Linked DNA regions of Sus scrofa: region 1 is linked to region 2. Evidence: chromatin contacts called from public Hi-C data. All regions are on one chromosome and are shown on one strand. Each heading gives the region's core, a stretch centred on a gene start, on an enhancer-like site or on the middle of the called end of the contact. The rest is flanking DNA. Distances are from core to core; before and after follow the strand shown. Region 1 holds the start of ZSCAN20 (zinc finger and SCAN domain-containing protein 20). Region 2 holds the start of ZBTB8OS (protein archease).

Region 1 (2,700 bases), core at 156-2,655, 750 kb after region 2:
ATTTTAACAATAGCTAACATGTATTGAGCACTTTCCATACTGTTGATTTCCCCAAAGTCTCCTAACTATTAGTAGAAATAGTAATAGCTAATGATGATTAAATTCCTTCTGCCAGATACAAGCTCAAGCTCTTTACATATTTTCCCCCACTTATTCCTCTAGCAAACTTTATCAGGTAGATGCCATAATTATAATTCCCATTTTACAGATAAGAAAATTGAGGCATAAAGAGGTTAAGTAATTCGCCTAAGGTTTACAACTAGTGAGTGGAAAGGCCTATATCCGGCATTTAAAAGTTGAGGTTTCAGACACAAGCAGCTTGACTTCAGAGACCATACCTAACCTGCATTATCTCATTTAATCTTTGCAACACCTTGCAGTGTGGTTCTGTTACATCACCTGTATTTTATGGAAGAGAAAACTGAAGACAAAAGAGATGCAGTAATTTGTTCAGCACCACATAGCTATGAAGTCATTGGGCTGGGATGTGGATCAGTGCCTGACTACAAAACCCACTCTTCAAACTCGGATTGCTCATACCCTAGAATATTCACAGTGGAACAAAGCAACTGCATGTCTATTAAAATCATTCTGATTATTATTATTCTAATAATGACTAACAGTCTTCCAACACCCACGAAGTGCCAAGTTCTGTACTAACTGATTTACATAATAATAGCTAATATTCGCTGTGTATTATTAAGACCCAGGTCTTTTTTTTTCTTTTTGTCTTTTTAGGGCCACACCCAGGCTAGGTGTCTAATCGGAGCTATAGCTGCCGGCCTACGCCAGAGCCACAGCAACTGCCATAGCCGAGCCACGTCTGCGACCTACACCACAGCTCACAGCCACGCAGGATCCTTAACCCACTGAGCGCAGCCAGGGATGGAACCCGCAACCTCATGGTTCCTAGTCGGATTCGTTTCCGCTGCGCCACTAAGGGAACTCCAGGACCCAGGTCTTGAGCTAATCGTTCCAGATATATTAGCCCAAGGAAGTCTCGGATGCTATTATTATTCTCACTTCACAGGTGAAGAAAGCGAGGTTCACACTAGATCCAAAGTCATGCTGCTTAAATTTGAATTGACAATTCCCGCCCACCAGTCTGGTCACCTCTAAACACCGTCTCTCCTTATTTCTCGTTTCTGCTTTCCTCTCTTCGGGGCCGGCTCTCATTTCACCCTTTCAATAGACTCCGCCCCTTCGGTTGAATGCCCGCCCACTGGGCGGTGCCATTATCCTGCAGCCTGTGGAAAGGACCGGGATCACAACAGGCCCCGCCCCCATGCGTAAACGCTGTTCGGATTTGTTCCGGTGCGGGGCTGGAGAAGATGACGCATCTATTGGCTGACGACGTCTGAAAGGTCGCAAGCGGAGGGGGCCGCCCACACGCGCTCGCGCGGTTCCTTCTGGGAGTTATAGTCGCCGACGCTCCATTCCCGGGGTGGCGCCGTTCGGGACTCCGCGTCCCAGCATTCTCTGCGCGAGCCCTGGAGCACTTCCGCCCTGTTGTGAAGTGGGTGTCTCGGTGGGTGAGTCCGGGTGGCGGGGCGGGGGCAGCTGAGACTCAAGGCTCTGGGCTGGAGACTTAGGAGGTGGTGGTGTCGCAGGGGGCCGGGGAAGGTTAGAGGGGAGAAAGAAGCTTTTGTGTGGGGTCGGGGGTGAGGGGCGGTCAGAGGATGAAGCGTCCGGTGATGGAAAGGGTCACACAAGGGTCGGGGACTAGGAGGGAGATAGAAGGCCCTGAGCGTGAAGAGGTTCTTAAGAAAGGATTGTAGCTGAGGGAAATGGGAGAAGTTCTGAAGGTGGAAGCGTCTAGAGACCTCATAGGGAAGGATAGGAGGGTTCCTGGGCCCTGGCAAGAAGTGAAGATAAGAGGGCCTGAGATTAAAGCCTGACCTTAAAATAGTGTTCCAGCCTCTCCCTGCTCATCTAAGACAAACATACTAGATTTGCTAACCCCTTACACTTTCTCTCCTGGTGGTGACCTCTGGAACCCAGTGGGTGGGACTGGCTGTGGTGTTCAGCTCCAAACCTGCACCTCTTTCCTTCTGCCAGGTGGAATTGAATGGTACCAACATCCACTTTACCCAGGTGTATTCTGATTCTTCTTGCATTCTTCCCTATTCTGGGATCTTAAAATCTTTCAATTTCCTTAACATCTGGCGACATTTCCTTGTCAGGGATTTTGCTGAAGCCTACCCCTTTTCACCTTCTTAGCTTGAACAAACACATTATAGCCACAAATCAGATGAGACCTTCTATTTAAAAACCTTCATTAACTCCCATAACCTATGGAATTAAACCCAAACACCTTAGCCTGACATTCAAGACCCTTCATGAACACCCTTTACAGCCTAATCTTGATGCTCTCAAGGTACCTATCTTGGGGAGGTTGTTTGGTCCCTCACCATTATACATGCTGTTCTTTCTGCTTAGAATATACACCTTCCTCCCAACCCCCATTCTGTCAAGAGAACCAGTCTTTCTTCTAGAACCAACTCAGCTGTTACTTGGTTCATTTAAGTCACCCCCTACTCTGGCTACCACAGACCTCTTTTACTCTATTTACCATATTTGATCATAATTATCTGTGGGTTTTTCGTTGCTGTTGGTTTTTTGTTTCTTCTACTATACTATGAGCATCTCTGGGACAGGAACAGTTTCTGAGGCACTTCCATATCCCCACTGCCCAGCTAG
Region 2 (2,700 bases), core at 24-2,523:
ATCATGTATAGAACTTATTAAAAGTAATTTTTAAAAATTGCTAAGTGAGAGAAAAATGAGCGTAGGGAGACATACAGGGTCCAGAAAGAACTAAGCCTAGTAAGCTATGGTAAATAGTTGGATTCTATACTGAAGACAAGGGGAATTTAATGAAATATTTTAAGCAGGGATATTAGAGTCAGATTAGTCCTTCCCAGACCACAGCCACCTTTAGGGATGATAGCTTAAGGTTTATATAGAACTTCAGAGTCTGCACTACACTTTCACATTTATTTTTATCTCAATTATCCCTCACATGAAGGAACTGAATGCAAAGAAAGGTTATGTGATTTGCCTAAAGTCACTTAACTAAATATGGCAAAACCAGGTCTTTTTACTAACACGATACAGGTAAAACACCAAGTTAGAAGTTCCCTACTGAGAGCTTTCAGTCCCCTAACCTAGCCACACTCTTAGGAGACGACAACTCCGCAAACGCTTGAAAACACGGTTGTGTTTAGAATTAATACACCAATAAAATTCCCACAAAGTAAGCGTGAATAGGCACACGTAGAAAAAGTTCAAAAGACTAAATGTGGAAGCCCAGATTTCCGATTCAGACCGGGTGGCTTTTCCCTTCAGCATCCGCGGGACAAGCACAGAAGAGACAAACAGGGCTAAAAGGGAACGTGCCGGAAGTACCGTAGGGGACAAAGTGGAAGGCGAGGCCAGAAGCCCCAGGTAATGAGAGAAGTGAGACACCTACTCACACTCGTACTTCCGATTGACTGGAGGATACTTGGCCTTGATCGCCTTCTGCTCCTCAGTCAAATTGTAATCTCTAAAATCTTCCCCTTCCAGCGCCATGATTGTGCTTTTGGACCCAAACTCAGCTTCCGCCCTTCTTCAGCTGGACTTCGGCCCTGACTTATAACTTCCGCTCTAGACTCCGCCCCTTGGCACACCCTTAAAGGACCAGGGCTCCATTCCCTGGGAGGTACTTAATCCTTCTAGACTTCCGTTCTGTGTCCCAGGGTTTGGAGCACATCATTAAAAGTCGAAGGACCCACTTTCTGCTCTTGCTTAATAGTTCTTCCTACGACTAAGGAAACAAATAATTTGGAGGACGTGGAATAAGGGACACGAATTAGACACCTTTCGATCTGAATGATAGAGGCCTTTTCTTGCCGCCTAGCCCCACAATAGATAACTAGACCCGGAAGCATCCTACATTTTCCCATCTAAAGTACTACTTTGAAGGGGTCGCTAGCTTAACACCCTTCACGAAAATGGCTGCCCCCAAAAGCGTGCGGACTAAACCTCTCACGTGACCCCGGGCGGGTGCACTTCTACTACTCCCGCGCGCGCGAGCGCGCGCGCGTGATCGGAGGAAGTCGGCTTGGGGCCGTGTGGGGGCAGGGGCAGAGCGCGCGCCTGGGCCTGGAGGCAAGCTGCTCCGCGCGTCTGGATAGGCTGCGATCGCGGCTTCCCCGCCCACACCGACGTTCGGCGCACTCCGATTGGCCGATGTTGGCGCGAAGGTGCGCGAGTCGGCCCTCACGCAGGGGCAGCAGGAAACAATAGAGGCCGCGCGCGCAGAAGGAGCGCTCGCAGCCTCCCCGCCCCTCTCGCAACGCTCTGCCCCAGGATCCCCCCGGCTTGCCTGTACGCCATGGCGGACAAGGAAGGTGAGGGTGCCGGGGCCGCCCCAGGAGGGCGGGAGGAGTCAGGCTTGCGCCGCGGCCTCAACGCGGCCTAACGGTGGGGGCAGGCCAGACTCTGCCTAGGGCCGTCCCCGCCATCGCAGGCGTGAGGAAAAATCGCCCCGCGGGGCGGGCTCATGGCGCGCCAGCCCCTCTGGAGCGGAGGCCCGGCGCAGCGGTGTGAGGCTGGCCGTGGTGGCCTCGGGGGGGGTGTTTGGTCCCTCCCGCGCTCCCCGTCGGTCTACCTGCCTCTCTCCGGGTCCTCCCGGCCGCTCTCCCTACCCGCAGGGGTCGGTGCTCGGTCTCACCGTCGGTTCTGTGCGCTCGACGGCGGGCGCCGTCGCCCGAAGGGCTAACGGAGTGTCTGGTCGGGATTACCCGAGCAGTTCCCGCCCGGCGAAGCTGGAGAGCGGTGGTGGTGCCTGCGCCTCCGGGAGATCTAGACTAATCTCCATTTCAGAATCAGGATTCAGGAGCCGTGACGGTAGCTTTGGAAGTGTTTACTCGGTTTCCGTTTGTGGTCGCTAACTTAATTTGTTCTTAATTTTTTAGCAGCCTTTGATGACGCAGTAGAAGAACGTGTGATCAACGAAGAGTACAAAATATGGAAAAAGAACACCCCTTTTCTTTACGATTTGGTGATGACCCATGCTCTGGAGTGGCCCAGCCTAACTGCACAGTGGCTTCCAGATGTAACCAGGTGATAGGAATCTCTCGAATGCTGTTTTGTTGTGTCCTCAGTGTAGATTTCTCACATTGATTTTCCCTGTTTTCCTCTCTCCAGTCACCCGTAGAGGACACGTGATCAAAGCCTATTGGTGACATTTTTTTCCTAGGCCAGAAAGTAAGGCAAAATGTAAAATTATTTTGCAGTTTAGCATATAAGAGAGAACATACTGATGTTTTCTTTTTATTTACTTGTTTTTATTGAGGTACTGATTTACAATGTTGTGTAAATTTCTGCTGTACGGCAAAGTGATTCAGTTATGTTTTTAAAGTACAGCTGATTTTCCATGCT

What was found. A called contact is a pair of places that touch in the nucleus more often than the background predicts.
Region 1: a contact with region 2 is called in a Hi-C map of liver, with 4 times the contacts expected there. The contact joins the promoter of ZSCAN20 here to the promoter of ZBTB8OS in region 2. A contact is called at or near these places in 2 of 47 Hi-C or Micro-C datasets (heart right ventricle and liver) and 1 of 2 datasets of contacts at active chromatin or transcription factors (alveolar macrophages).

What each region holds. Positions count from the first base shown.
Region 1 is chr6:89,731,161-89,733,860 of Sscrofa11.1, forward strand. ZSCAN20 (zinc finger and SCAN domain-containing protein 20) reads left to right here and starts at 1,406. Exons shown (of 8, transcript XM_021095857.1): 1 at 1,406-1,528.
Region 2 is chr6:88,985,726-88,988,425 of Sscrofa11.1, forward strand. ZBTB8OS (protein archease) reads right to left here and starts at 1,274. Exons shown (of 7, transcript XM_005665186.3): 1 at 750-1,274. The coding sequence starts at 846. It overlaps RBBP4 (histone-binding protein RBBP4), which reads left to right and starts at 1,367. Exons shown (of 12, transcript XM_013999126.2): 1 at 1,367-1,667; 2 at 2,235-2,382. The coding sequence starts at 1,652.